3 separate regions of the Mus musculus genome follow, and all the other regions are linked to region 3. The links are chromatin contacts, called in public HiChIP or PLAC-seq and promoter capture Hi-C maps. All regions are on one chromosome and are shown on one strand. Each heading gives the region's core, a stretch centred on a gene start, on an enhancer-like site or on the middle of the called end of the contact. The rest is flanking DNA. Distances are from core to core; before and after follow the strand shown. Region 1 overlaps Gm26564 (a long non-coding RNA gene). Region 2 overlaps Gm26564 (a long non-coding RNA gene). Region 3 holds the start of Rwdd1 (RWD domain containing 1).

Evidence for each region. Promoter capture Hi-C pulls out the DNA fragments that hold promoters and counts their contacts. HiChIP or PLAC-seq counts read pairs in DNA pulled down with a chosen protein or histone mark.
Region 1: a contact with region 3 is called in an H3K4me3 HiChIP or PLAC-seq map of bone marrow-derived macrophages, with 7 times the contacts expected there. The contact joins the enhancer-like site here to the promoter of Rwdd1 in region 3. A contact is called at or near these places in 12 of 39 promoter capture datasets (the C10 cell line, the HPC-7 cell line, HPC-7-derived erythroid cells and 9 more), 2 of 15 datasets of contacts at CTCF or cohesin (CD8 T cells and the NIH/3T3 cell line), 4 of 484 Hi-C or Micro-C datasets (bone marrow-derived macrophages, cortical neurons, embryonic fibroblasts and 1 more), 16 of 115 datasets of contacts at active chromatin or transcription factors (the NIH/3T3 cell line, acute myeloid leukemia, bone marrow-derived macrophages and 10 more) and 2 of 9 other capture datasets (adipose tissue and liver).
Region 2: a promoter capture Hi-C map of the HPC-7 cell line shows a contact between it and region 3. The contact joins the enhancer-like site here to the promoter of Rwdd1 in region 3. A contact is called at or near these places in 14 of 39 promoter capture datasets (3T3-L1-derived adipocytes, the C10 cell line, the HPC-7 cell line and 10 more), 1 of 15 datasets of contacts at CTCF or cohesin (CD8 T cells), 5 of 484 Hi-C or Micro-C datasets (bone marrow-derived macrophages and embryonic stem cells), 7 of 115 datasets of contacts at active chromatin or transcription factors (bone marrow-derived macrophages, embryonic forebrain, embryonic stem cells and 2 more) and 3 of 9 other capture datasets (adipose tissue, embryonic stem cells and liver).

What each region holds. Positions count from the first base shown.
Region 1 is chr10:34,265,566-34,269,395 of GRCm38.p6, forward strand. The region is part of intron 1 of Gm26564 (a long non-coding RNA gene); the gene reads right to left. Among named protein-coding and RNA genes, the nearest start is that of Tspyl1, 15 kb to the right of the region's middle. Within about 2 kb of position 2,301, at least 10 of the 459 cell types and tissues checked have an H3K27ac peak or open chromatin away from gene starts, as enhancers often do. A contact at or near this core is called in adipose tissue and bone marrow-derived macrophages, where this site is marked.
Region 2 is chr10:34,246,888-34,250,738 of GRCm38.p6, forward strand. The region is part of intron 1 of Gm26564 (a long non-coding RNA gene); the gene reads right to left. Among named protein-coding and RNA genes, the nearest start is that of Tspyl1, 33 kb to the right of the region's middle. Within about 2 kb of position 2,519, at least 35 of the 459 cell types and tissues checked have an H3K27ac peak or open chromatin away from gene starts, as enhancers often do. A contact at or near this core is called in the HPC-7 cell line and bone marrow-derived macrophages, where this site is marked.
Region 3 is chr10:34,017,519-34,021,416 of GRCm38.p6, forward strand. It overlaps Rwdd1 (RWD domain containing 1), which reads right to left and starts at 2,098. Exons shown (of 7, transcript NM_025614.3): 1 at 1,848-2,098. The coding sequence starts at 1,920.

The DNA of each region.
Region 1 (3,830 bases), core at 1,051-3,550, 250 kb after region 3:
GATGGTGGTCTAGTCAGCCATCATTGGGAAGGGAGGCCCCTTGGTCTTGCAAACTTTATATGCCTCAGTACAGGGGAACGCCAGGGCCAAGAAGTGGGAGTGGGTGGGTAGAGGGATAGGGCGGGGGGAGGGTACAGGGAACTTTTGGGATAGCATTTGAAATGTAAATAAAGAAAATATCTAATAAAAAAAAGAGTATGATGGATCTCATAAAACTTATCAAAAGTCAAGAGAGTAATAGCTGAAGACAGTTCAGCCAAAGTCCTAAAGATGTCCACATTATTCTTCTAGACCTTTATCAGAATGGCTAATTGTTTGTGTTATAAGCAACCATAAGGTTAAAACACATATAATCTGACCAAGTTCAAATTTGTTCCCATGACCTCCTAGTTTACAAATCCCCAATTAATTAAGAGGAAAATTTGAGGATTAGGAGTTAGGATTTAGCTCAGTGGGAGAATTCTTGGGCAAAGGGGCTTGGGGTGGGGGTGGAGTGAGAAAGACAAATAGGAAAGAAAACAGGAAAGAAAAATCAAAGCAATGCCAAGATTCTTAAACAAACAAACAAAACAAAACAAAACAGAGGACACCGCAAACAAGCAAGCTCGATGAGTTTTCTGTGATTCAGGAAATATTAGCATCATAATTAGGATGGTTCCTAGATCCCTTGTTACGTTATGGTAGATGCAATAACTGACTGTAATAACATGCATGATCATGAGCTAAAAGCAACAAATAAATCTTTGATTATGTATAAACCAGGAAATGATGTTTCCAGGAAAAGATAGCCCATCAAAGATAGATTTTTTTCCATGAAAAAATGTAAACAAAGGATCTATATCAGATCCTGTTTATGATTCTGTTTACGGGTGAGTTTCTCTATCTCATCTTGAAGGGATATTCAAAACATTTAGAGCTGCTAATATTTCTAATCAATAACATCATAACAAAGTTCAACTTAAATTTACCCAATTTTCTGTAAACCCAGTTAGAGTATACTATCATGGCCTATGTCTGTTTGTTTTCACTTCCCTGAAACTAGGTTGTAAAAGTCCTGGGTTGTGTATTAGGTTGTTATTGCTTCCCAGGTCTGTAGGATAGAAGTTATGAATCAAGGAGCTGGCAAGCCCATCCTTTCTAATGCCTCCAGGAATGATCCCTCAACTACTCCACATTCTGGGAAGGCAAGGCTTCCCTGACCTCAGGCAGTGTAACTCAGAAATCTGCCTCCATATTCACATGGTTCTTATAGAGACATAGATCATATAAATTATTATCTACTAGGGACTTCCCAAGTTTCAGTGTCATGTCATCTTAACTAGTTATATCTTTAACAACTCCACCTCCAAACACCTAAGGCACTAAATTTTAGTACTTCAAAAAATCTTTTTAAAAGAAAGATAGAAAAAAACTTGTGATTGAATCTAGAACCATCCACAATACCTGCTTGATTTACATTATTCTTCTTTGAAAAGAGGTTAGTACCTTGTAAAGTTTGTGTGTTTGTTTGTGTGTGTGTGTGTGTGTGTGTGTGTGTGTGTGTGTGTGTAGATGCCGGTATGTGTGCAGTTGTGTGTATGTGTGAAGGGTAAAAATTGACAGAATATCTTGTATTGCTCTTTACCTTATTATTTAAGACAAAATCTCTTACCAAACTTGGAACTTACCAACTAGTTACACTGGTTGACCAACTAAGATTTCTTTTTAGATAAAACACAAAGGTGCTTATATAGAGTTTTAGTTTTTAGTGTTATTAATAAATTAGGAATAATACCTTTTCTATAGGTGTTTAAAGTTTAGCTAGAGTGGGAATCTTGATCTCTGTTAATTTTACTCCAGCTTATCTTCTACTGAAAATAATTCTTACCCAACCCACATCCCTCCTTGCTTAATTAGGCCCAGTGTTTCTGCAGACATTTTACTGATGACAAGGCATACTGTGATGATACAATCATTTCTGAATGTGAAAGAACCTTGTTTGGAAACCCAGAAACATACTTTGATTCTCCTTCCTTATTTTCTGTATTCTAGCCACTGTTGTGTGCCCTACCCTTGTGGTGTTCCCATTCTTATACGTGATACAGAACTTAATCTATGTGACTATATGAGGATATAATTTAGATATAATCATATCAAATGATTATCATATTATAATCAATGAAAGTATGAAGCCAGGCAATAGATTGGGAAGTGAAGGGATGGAGAAGACACGTTAAAGGGTGTGTTGAGGAGACTGTGAACATGTGAGTTCTGAGGGAAGAACACTGCATGCAGAGGAGATGCTTGTACATAGGTCTGAGGCACCAACACAGATGGTCAGAGCACGTGCTGCCCTGCAACATCTTACTTTCAGTTTCTTGTGGAGACAGTGCAATATGATCTCTGCTGTTTTTATAGCTACATCTTATTCTGATATTCATGTTCGGTGTTATATTTACGAGTCTTCCACTGATAAGACATACAGGTTACTGCTAACCCTTTGTTGTTGCATGCAACAAGTAAAAGACAACGGAGACTCAGCACAGCCTGGTGAAGTCAAGCAATCAGAATCAGAAACAACTCATTTTCTTTTTTCCTTGAATCTTGACCACCTCTGTCTCATTGACTATTGAAACCCTAGAGACAAAGTAGAAAATAGCAAGGTCAAAGTGGTGTTTTGCAATAACCATAAATTCTAACTTAATGTTTCAGGGCCTAGACAAAATGAAATAAAAAGAAAGCAAACAAAACTATTTCACTTCACAGAAATTCCTAACAAATAGCTGAGAATTCACCAATGTCTTTTCCTAATACCTTTTAGTTGTGTTTGTTCTTGAAAAACAACTTGTATGCATATAGCAGTTCTTCAATTTTCAGTGGGAATCTGTATTTTCTTTCCCTCTGATTTCATATACATGACATTTACTATAGAGTAAAGGTTACATAGTCTTGCCTTTGGTAAAACATCCCCTGAGATATGGCACCAAAGCAAGAAGGGACATAGGTTAGGTAGAAAAGTATTTTCAATAAAAGATAAGCTGAAATAAAACTAACAAGCAGAGATCAAGATTTCCACTCAAATTAAACTATCCTTCCAATTTTACTGTTAGTTTATTAACATGTTGCTATACATTTGATTTAATGGTGTCAGCATGCATTGTTTTCTAGTTCATGTCCACATACAATGTACAGGTGAATGTATATTTTTTTTCAGAGTAAGTTTTTATTAACTAACATCGTCAGCATCTTTTCTAAGAAAGTCTTGAAGCATAGAAACCCACCCCTGAAGATACAGAACAGGCAGGTAAGAGAAAAAGTTATCTTTTCTTCGGTTCACTTTGTGTCAAGTGCTAGAACAAGACCATCATACACAAACATTCGTTAGAATCAGTGAATGACTGAGATGGTTACAGATTCTGCAACTGCATTTACTTAGCAAACTTGGATTGACAGTCCACTGGTCAGTCAGCATGTTGGGGAGAGGAGGACAAAGCGTGGAGATGATGACTTTAGCCCCCATTGTGTAGCAGAAACGATGGAGCCATTAGCAAAGCAATAGAAGACCTGTAACATTTTGCTTTGTGCTATGGATTAGTCTGAACAGCTGTCCACATCCAATGCCATAAACTGGGCAACTTAAAAATAGAATGTATTTTTTTTATAGTTCTGGGGAATTGGAAGCCCAATCAAGATGTCAGTAGTTTTGTTTCTACTGAATTTTCTTTCTTGCACATGGTCACTGTTAGGCTGAAGGTTTGGGGACAAAGACAAGATGATCTGGGTCAAGAGGTTCTCCACCCTTCTCTACTGGCTAGAAGCCCACAATTGCAAAAGCCCATGCAGAACACTGG
Region 2 (3,851 bases), core at 1,269-3,768, 230 kb after region 3:
GGGCTATGTCTTTCATGGAAGTGTGCCCATGAGTGAAAGAGATGAGATCTTTCAGATCACTGCTTGAAGAAGCGATAACTGATCATGCAAGGCACAACTTGTGGTGGGCATTATTTGAAATCATCCAGAACACACCCCACATTAGCAGTAAAACAATATTGGAAAGTGAGGCCTTGAAAATCTCAAAGCTCAGGCAACTTGAAGACTTACACAGACTTGTTCTTTGTAGAAAACTCACCTCTTTACAGGGAGGACTCTGGCGTCTGGGGGGACTCCTCTGATGCTACCAAACATAACCCTGGGCTAGTGGACACCTGGTCTTAGTCTCTCCCCTGGGCAGGTTTCTTCCTTTAAATTCTACTTCTAAAATCACACACAGCCTTATAACGGGTGGTGTGCGTCTCTATTTGCTCTCCAACTGTCATGCGAAGGAGTCAGAACTACTCTTCGTTAGTGCCCTGAAGTACAAATATAAAAAGGGATCAGCTGGTAGGAGGCAGCGTGTACATCCATATACAACCAACGGAGGAGCCTGCACTACACACAATTTTGGCAAAATGAATGGACAGCAAGGGACCGCTAGAAGAGTAACTTAACATCTATGAGGCAAAGAGAAGGGTAAGGCTATCAGTGAAATGGGACAAAGGGTTGAGTCTCAGCTTGTTTGCTTCAGACTTGTTGAATATGAATGAGAGGGGACAATGGGTGGTAGGGCCCACATGGTGTTGGCCTGCTACTGGCCTTTGCCTAAGCCAGGTTCTCTTTGTGTTTTATACACATCATTGCTCACACGCAACCCTCAGGACCTCATACAGGCCAGACTTATGTAACCTCTTTCCACCCTGCTCTTCAAAGGCAGCTATGTTTACCCTGACTTTAGGGTAACAGCTCAGAAAACTCACAGATTCAATTTGAAAAGCTATAAAAGGGGGGTGGCATGCAGTGAGGGTTTCACGTGAGGCTATTTGACCTTGCTGTAACTGGTCTAAACTGCCAGCTTTCATTCACTGTTACAACAGAAAAGGGAAAATAAGCAAAATGTCTTTGTCGCTAGATCCTGCAATTTGTTGCATATGTCTTGGCTTCAAGCCCAAAATTAAAGAAAAATCTGTCTACTCGCCAATGGCAGGATGACAACATAATATATTAAAGTCACATCAAAGTGGTCACAGAGTTAGCAGGAAAGGGAGCCAGCAGACAGCTCTGAGACTTTGGTTTCCTGTATAGGTGGGAAGAAACTCCTTGAGGTCCTGGGAAGACAAACAGGTGGGTTCTTGAAGCTGCTGAGTTGCTTCTCATAAGTAGGAAAGCCTTTTCTCTTTTGCTTCATGATTTGCTTCTGAGGATTATTAATTAGCTATAGCTTTGCTGCGTGGGGCAGGGAAACAACAAGGGACCCAGAAAGGAGGAATAAGTCAGACAAACCAACCACTAAAAATAGCTACTCATTTAAAATGCCCCTGTAAGTACAATTGGGGCATTAGACTGGGATGTGAGAAACAGAAAGACCAAAAACCCAGTAACAATGAAAAAGACATTATAAAAACATGCACCCAGGACAGACAGGATGGTGTGCATCTTCCCTCATAGGAGTCCCACACAAAATTAACTACAACTCAGAACCAACTTACATCTCTCTTGAACTATGAGTTATATCAACTGATACGCTGTGCTTTTATGTTTTAAAATAAGTTTCCCATTATTTTTAAGTAGACTTAAATTATCTTCAGAATCTCTTAGTTTGTTGGTGCTGTTCACTACACATGAAATGCTGTGGAATTCTATTATGTTAGAACCAAAATGAATGAAATACATTATAGTAACACGAAGTTTTGGAAACGTGATAAAAATAAGTACATTTTGGGCTGGAGAGATGGCTCAGCCGTTAAAGGCTAGGCTCACAACCAAAAATAAGTACATTTTGTAAAACTTGCAGAAGTCAGTTCTTTCCTTCTGTTATGTGGGTCCTGGGGATTGAACTCCGGTGGTCACGATTAGCCGCAATCACCTTACCTACTGAGCCATCTCACTTGCCACTTGTTTCTTTTTTTTTTAATTTCATTTTTAAAATTTATTTATTTATTTATTTTGTGAGTACGTATTGTGTGAATGCACGTTACACAGTACATGTGTGCAGGTCTGAGCATATCCTGTGGAAGTTGGTTCTCTTTATCTACAATGGATAGAGACTGAATTCAGATCAGGCTTGGTGGCAGGAGCCTTTACCTGCTGAGCTATATATATATATATAAAACTCCCCATCTTTTTTTTTTTTTGGAGCGCTCTCTCCCTGGCCTGAAACACACCAAGTAAGCCAGGCTGGACAGTGGACCCCAGGCTTCTGTCTGTTGCCACCTTTCCAGGAGTTTTCAGGTGTGTACACTATTATTTTACTTATGCATACAGATGCTTTGCCTGAATGTATATTTGTGCACCATGTTTGATGCCTGTGGAGGCCAAAATAATGCACCAGATCTCCAGGAGCCAGAGTTATAGATGATTTTGAGTTACCATATAAGTGTGGGAAATCAAGCTTGGATCCTCCAGAAGAGAAGCCAGTTATCATACCACTCATCAGTTTCTCCAGACCCATGTCTGGAATTTTTGTTTTAAAAATATGAATTCTAAAGATTGGACTCATTCCTCATGTTTGTACAAGCGTTACTCCCATTATCTATACAGCTTGGACAAGAACATTTAAAAACAAGTCTATGCATAATTAAAGCATACAATAATAGCACTATAATTTCTTGGCTACATTTCTAGTGAAGAAATACTCATTACCAAGTGTGGCATAGCCGAGTTTTGTGGTAGGTCTAATTTTAGCTTTTTGAGGAAGCTCCACATTGATTGATGTTCATAGTGGCAGCACTGCTTTGTCCTTCTCCCACCACTGAAGAATTGTTCCTCTTTACGTTCACAGCCACATCCCCCCCCCCACCCCCCAACTTAGTCATCTGACTCAAGTAAGATGAAGTATCATAGTAGCTACAATTTGAATTTCCCTATTGGCTCAGGATGTTGAGCAATTTTTTAAAAATGCTTCTTGGACATTTGTGTTTTATCTTTTGAGATTTCTCTCTTAACTTCCATATCTATTTTTTAAAAATTGAGTTGTTTGTTTTCTTGATGTTTAGTTTTTTTTTTAATTCTGTGTATATTTTAGATACTAACCCGCTGTTACATGTAGAGCTGGTAAAGAATTTTTTTTTTTCATTTTGTAGGCTGTATCTTCACTCAAGTAATGGTGTCCTTTGCTGTACAAAAGCTTTTTAGTTTCTGGAAGTTCCACTTATTAGTTGATCTTAATGCCTGTGCTATCAGGGTCCTATTCAGAAAGCCCTCCTGAGACAATGAATCCAAGTGTGTACTCACTACTTTCTTCTCTAACAGATTCCGGGTATCAAATGTTATGCTGAGGTTCTTGATTCAGGGAAGGTAGAGGAGGGAATATGGTGATGGATAAATAAAACTAAAGTCCTATGGGAATCTACTATTGTAGAAGTTTCTAAACACACACACACACACACACAAACACAAATAGTTAAAATGTATTTACCCTACAATTGGGCAACCAATGTCCCACTAGACAGCCCAGGCTAATGAATAAAAATCTTTGTGCTAGGTATGGGTTATCTCCTCTGGAGTCTTTTGTCAGTGAGGTCCCCTTACCCTCCAAATATTACAGGCTATTGTCAGTGCTCTTGGTTACCTGCCAGAACTTGATAATAATACCCTCTTGCTGAAGATACCACATATTTGAACCATAGAATAGGGAGAAATCAAGCTTGCCCTGATCTGGAAGCTTAATCTCTACTGGCTAGCTTCCATAGTGCTGGAAGGAACTCTGC
Region 3 (3,898 bases), core at 848-3,347:
GGAGAGCCAATTCCTTCCTCAGACTGAGCAGTTGCCAAATCTAGTATTAAGTAGGATATAAAATGAAGTAAAAACCTGCAAACTAGCCGGGTGGTGGTGGCGCATGCCTTTAATCCCAGCACTTGGGAGGCAGAGGCAGGCGGATTTCTGAGCTCAAGGCCAACCTGGTCTACAAAGTGAGTTCCAGGACAGCCAAGGCTATACAGAAAAACCCTGTCTCCAAAAACCAAAAAGTCCTACCTTTTCCCTAAAAGGTTTCAAAAAAAAAAAAAATACCAAGAGCAATACAAAATCCCTAAGAACAATTAATCAAGATTGTTTTTATTGCAAAAATGTGTATGGATGCAGAAAGGAATTACAAGCAGGCTCAGCAGGTTGCTATGGAATAGGTGAGTGCATCAAAATAATCGTAAGTCGTCATTTGTTACCCTGGCTCACTCAGGCTCCTTATGCACTTGTACATCTGACAAGAATTCCATATACTACTACTACTGGGACCTAGCAAAATTCAATACAATACTGCTTTAAGACATAAAAAATGTGCCATTGTAAGACACACATGCGCGGAACTTAGTGAAGGATAACCTAATATTTAAGACAAGTTAAAAATACTGTATGCCTCATGCATTTTTGTTTCTGCCTACAAAGGGTTCATGCCTATTATATTTCTAACGTGCTAGAAAGGTCTAAACATCGTAATTCAGACTATATCGGACAACTGACACTAGCGCTTTATTTTAGTTTGACACTGACATATAAGCAAGGATAGAGAAGGAAGCCAGACTCCACACATACACTCACCCAGGTAATGACACTCTCAACCCCCTCTTCACTCATCCCTTAACATCCGCAACACAGCTGTATTGCTGGTGCGAGAGAACATGAACTCGACTGGAGCTACACAGGAGTAGCTGAGAGACATCTGCCTGTTGGCAAAGCAGAACAAAATTTGCTTCCATTGCAAAAAGTTGGTCAAAAAGTGAAGCCAAGAAAGAAAACTAAGCTAAGCAATGAAAGGGATGGTTTAGGATTTAAAGTAATATGCCTTGGGTTCTTAATTCAGACACTAAGTAATACTTGACAACACTTGGAGGAAGGGTTGTGGAATGTAAATCCCATCAATCCCCAGCCTACGTTCATACTGACTTTACCTTGAGTGCTTCCCTAATTTGAGAAGACCCATAGATAGGTTTTCCATGGAAACAGACTCACAAGGAAAGATTCTACTAATGAATTTCCTGACGGATGCTTTCCCTTAGACCCAATCAGCTCTTCCTACATCTAAGCTGAGGCTGAATCCTTAACCGAAGTCTTCAGGATGTAAGAACTAAGGACCTCTGGCTGGAGGAGGGAGAGCACAAGCCACTTGCCTTCCCTGGGCCTCCAGAACCTCGACGACGTCTAAGATACCTAAGAACCACAGCGACCACATCGTTCATCAGGCATTCTGCAGAATGCCTGATCACTCTTATAGAGAGAATAAGACATCCCCGAGTGTGCTGCTCTCAAAAGCCAGCATCCCAATCTTCTCAGCAGGGAAAACAGCTGCTACTTCACCAGAGCTTAAAATAGGAGGTAAAGGGGGGACATTAAGCGGCTCTGGAGAAACTCATCGCACTGCTAGTTCCCCCCACCCCCCGCGTGCTTCAGTGAATCTCGGATGACGGAGGTTACGCGAAACCAAAGCGGTCAGGACCAATTCCAGGGCCTCCGCAGAGCCACCCGGACCTTCGGATTTCAGGACAGTGGGGAAGGAAGCAGGCGAGTGCTGGAAACTGTCTGGAGAGCGGCAGGAAGGGCCGCGGGGCCCCGGCCTCCGCCCCGGAGCAGGAGGCCGCCAAAGTCACCTGTGAAGGAGTCGGGGTAGATGGACTCCAGAGCCTCCAACTCGTTGCGTTGTTCCTCGCCGTAATCTGTCATCGTGGCCCGCGTTGTTGCCCGTGCATCGGCGCGACTCCCTGGCGGCGGGCTGCAGCGGACACCGCGGCCGCCGGCTGCCGGGCGGGCGCACGCGCAGAGTCGGAGTGGAAAGGCCTGGAGCCACGCCTGGCACGGATTGCTGAGAAACAGCCCCGGCTCCGCGGGCCGCCCGATCCCCGCGTCGGAGTTCGACTCATCGCGCCTGGAATGCCGGCCGCCGATTCGCTGCCTGTCTGCGACGGCTCGGGATTGGCTGGGGGGTGACCGCAGCCCGCCCGGCGTTCGGGAAGGACAGCTACTGCCCGCTGCTGGGCTTTGCTGGCTTCTGATGGAGACGCCTGGCAGAGAGGCATCGCCATTCTGCGCTCGATGTGTCTGGTCTGAGTCTCGCGCAGGGCGTGGTAGTGGCGCCGAGGGCGGGGCGCGGAGGTCCAAGGGCTTCCGCTTTTCCGCGTTCCTAAACCACGTTTGTCGCCCAGAGCAGCCTGTGGGCGACAGCCAGCCCGGCTTCTTGGAACTTTCAATGGCCTGATCTGTGCAGACTCCTGGAAGCCGAGCTGGGACTTGGGGTCGGGGTTCGTCCAGAGGTCTGTCCCAGGAGGAACCCGGGAGGAAGGCTGAAAGTCGAACCAGAGGTTCTTGCACCTCACTTTAAAGTTGTGAAATAAGTGAGGCGGAAAAATTGACCTAAAGACTTGTTCAGTTGTTATTTCAGCGAACAGATAAAGGGGCGGATCTTAGTGACAGATTTGACTTTGCCAAAACTACAATAAGATACCGGAAAATAATACCTTTGATTTAGCTCTACTTCTGCTGATAGATTTGACAGCTTCAAGTCTATCACTACAACCAAAATGTCAAATGCCGTAACGGCAAAACTAAGAAAACAGATAAATATGTCTTCTTTTTTAATGAACACTAAATAGTTACTTGGTTTATATTTGTTTATAATAAAGGAACACGTACTAGCCTAAACAAAATGTGGGGAAATGTACCTCGGGAAGAATACCCCAAACATACTAAAAATGTTTCCCCAAATTTCTCTACCTTCCTTGTGTATTAAAGCTGGCTTTACTTGTATTATGCAGGTTCCATAGATGGGCTTTTTTGGCTTTGGCTTTGTGGTGATTGTTGCTGTTGCTTGCTTGTATCTTGCTTACTAGCCAGGATTGCCAGAACTCGTGTTACCCCTACCCTGGCCTCAGTGGTGCTGAGATTGTAGGTGTGAGCCACAGTGCTCCAGTTACACAGAAAGAGTTTTTTGTTTTGTGTTTAATTAGCAAGTATTCCTTACTTACAGTAAAGGAAATGCATTATGTCAAAAGTATTATGGTTTCTTGTTTTAAATAGATTAAGGGTTGCTTTTTGCCTTCTTTTAAACTTTAAAGGGGAGAAAAGGAAACTTCTGAGATGAGGTAGCATTTCAGATATAAGCTGCATATTTGTTTATTCAAAGGAATTCCGATGATTAGTTACCAGAATAGACTTCTAGGAACAGCTGCTTTAAAGTTCTGAAGGAGACAGATCACTTGGCAGGTTGGAAGACAGTGTGGAGCATTCGCCATGATCTAGTTGAGGGGCTGAGGCATAGATTATGAGGAATTCTGGAAGTGTTAGTGACTCAGACTCTTAACTTAAGAAATGCCACCATGGCCACTCAATCGGACAAAATCTGAAAAGAGAGACTGGTGGCTATGAAAATAAGCTAAATAAACCTATGCTAATTTAGGCAGGCATTGATTGTCGAGATAAGGATCAAGTTCCCAATACGTTTTATATAAATGTCAGGACTTGATGCTGATTAGTAAGGAAAGAATCAAGCTTAACTTCTGACTAGACTAACTTGCATCATGAAGTTCTGATATCAAAAATGACAGGTGAAGAAGACATTTGACAAAGATGTTACTGACTTGTGGGACATTTGGCTATGCACAGACAGCCTGGTTTCCAGTTGACACTTTATGTTGAACCCCGGGAC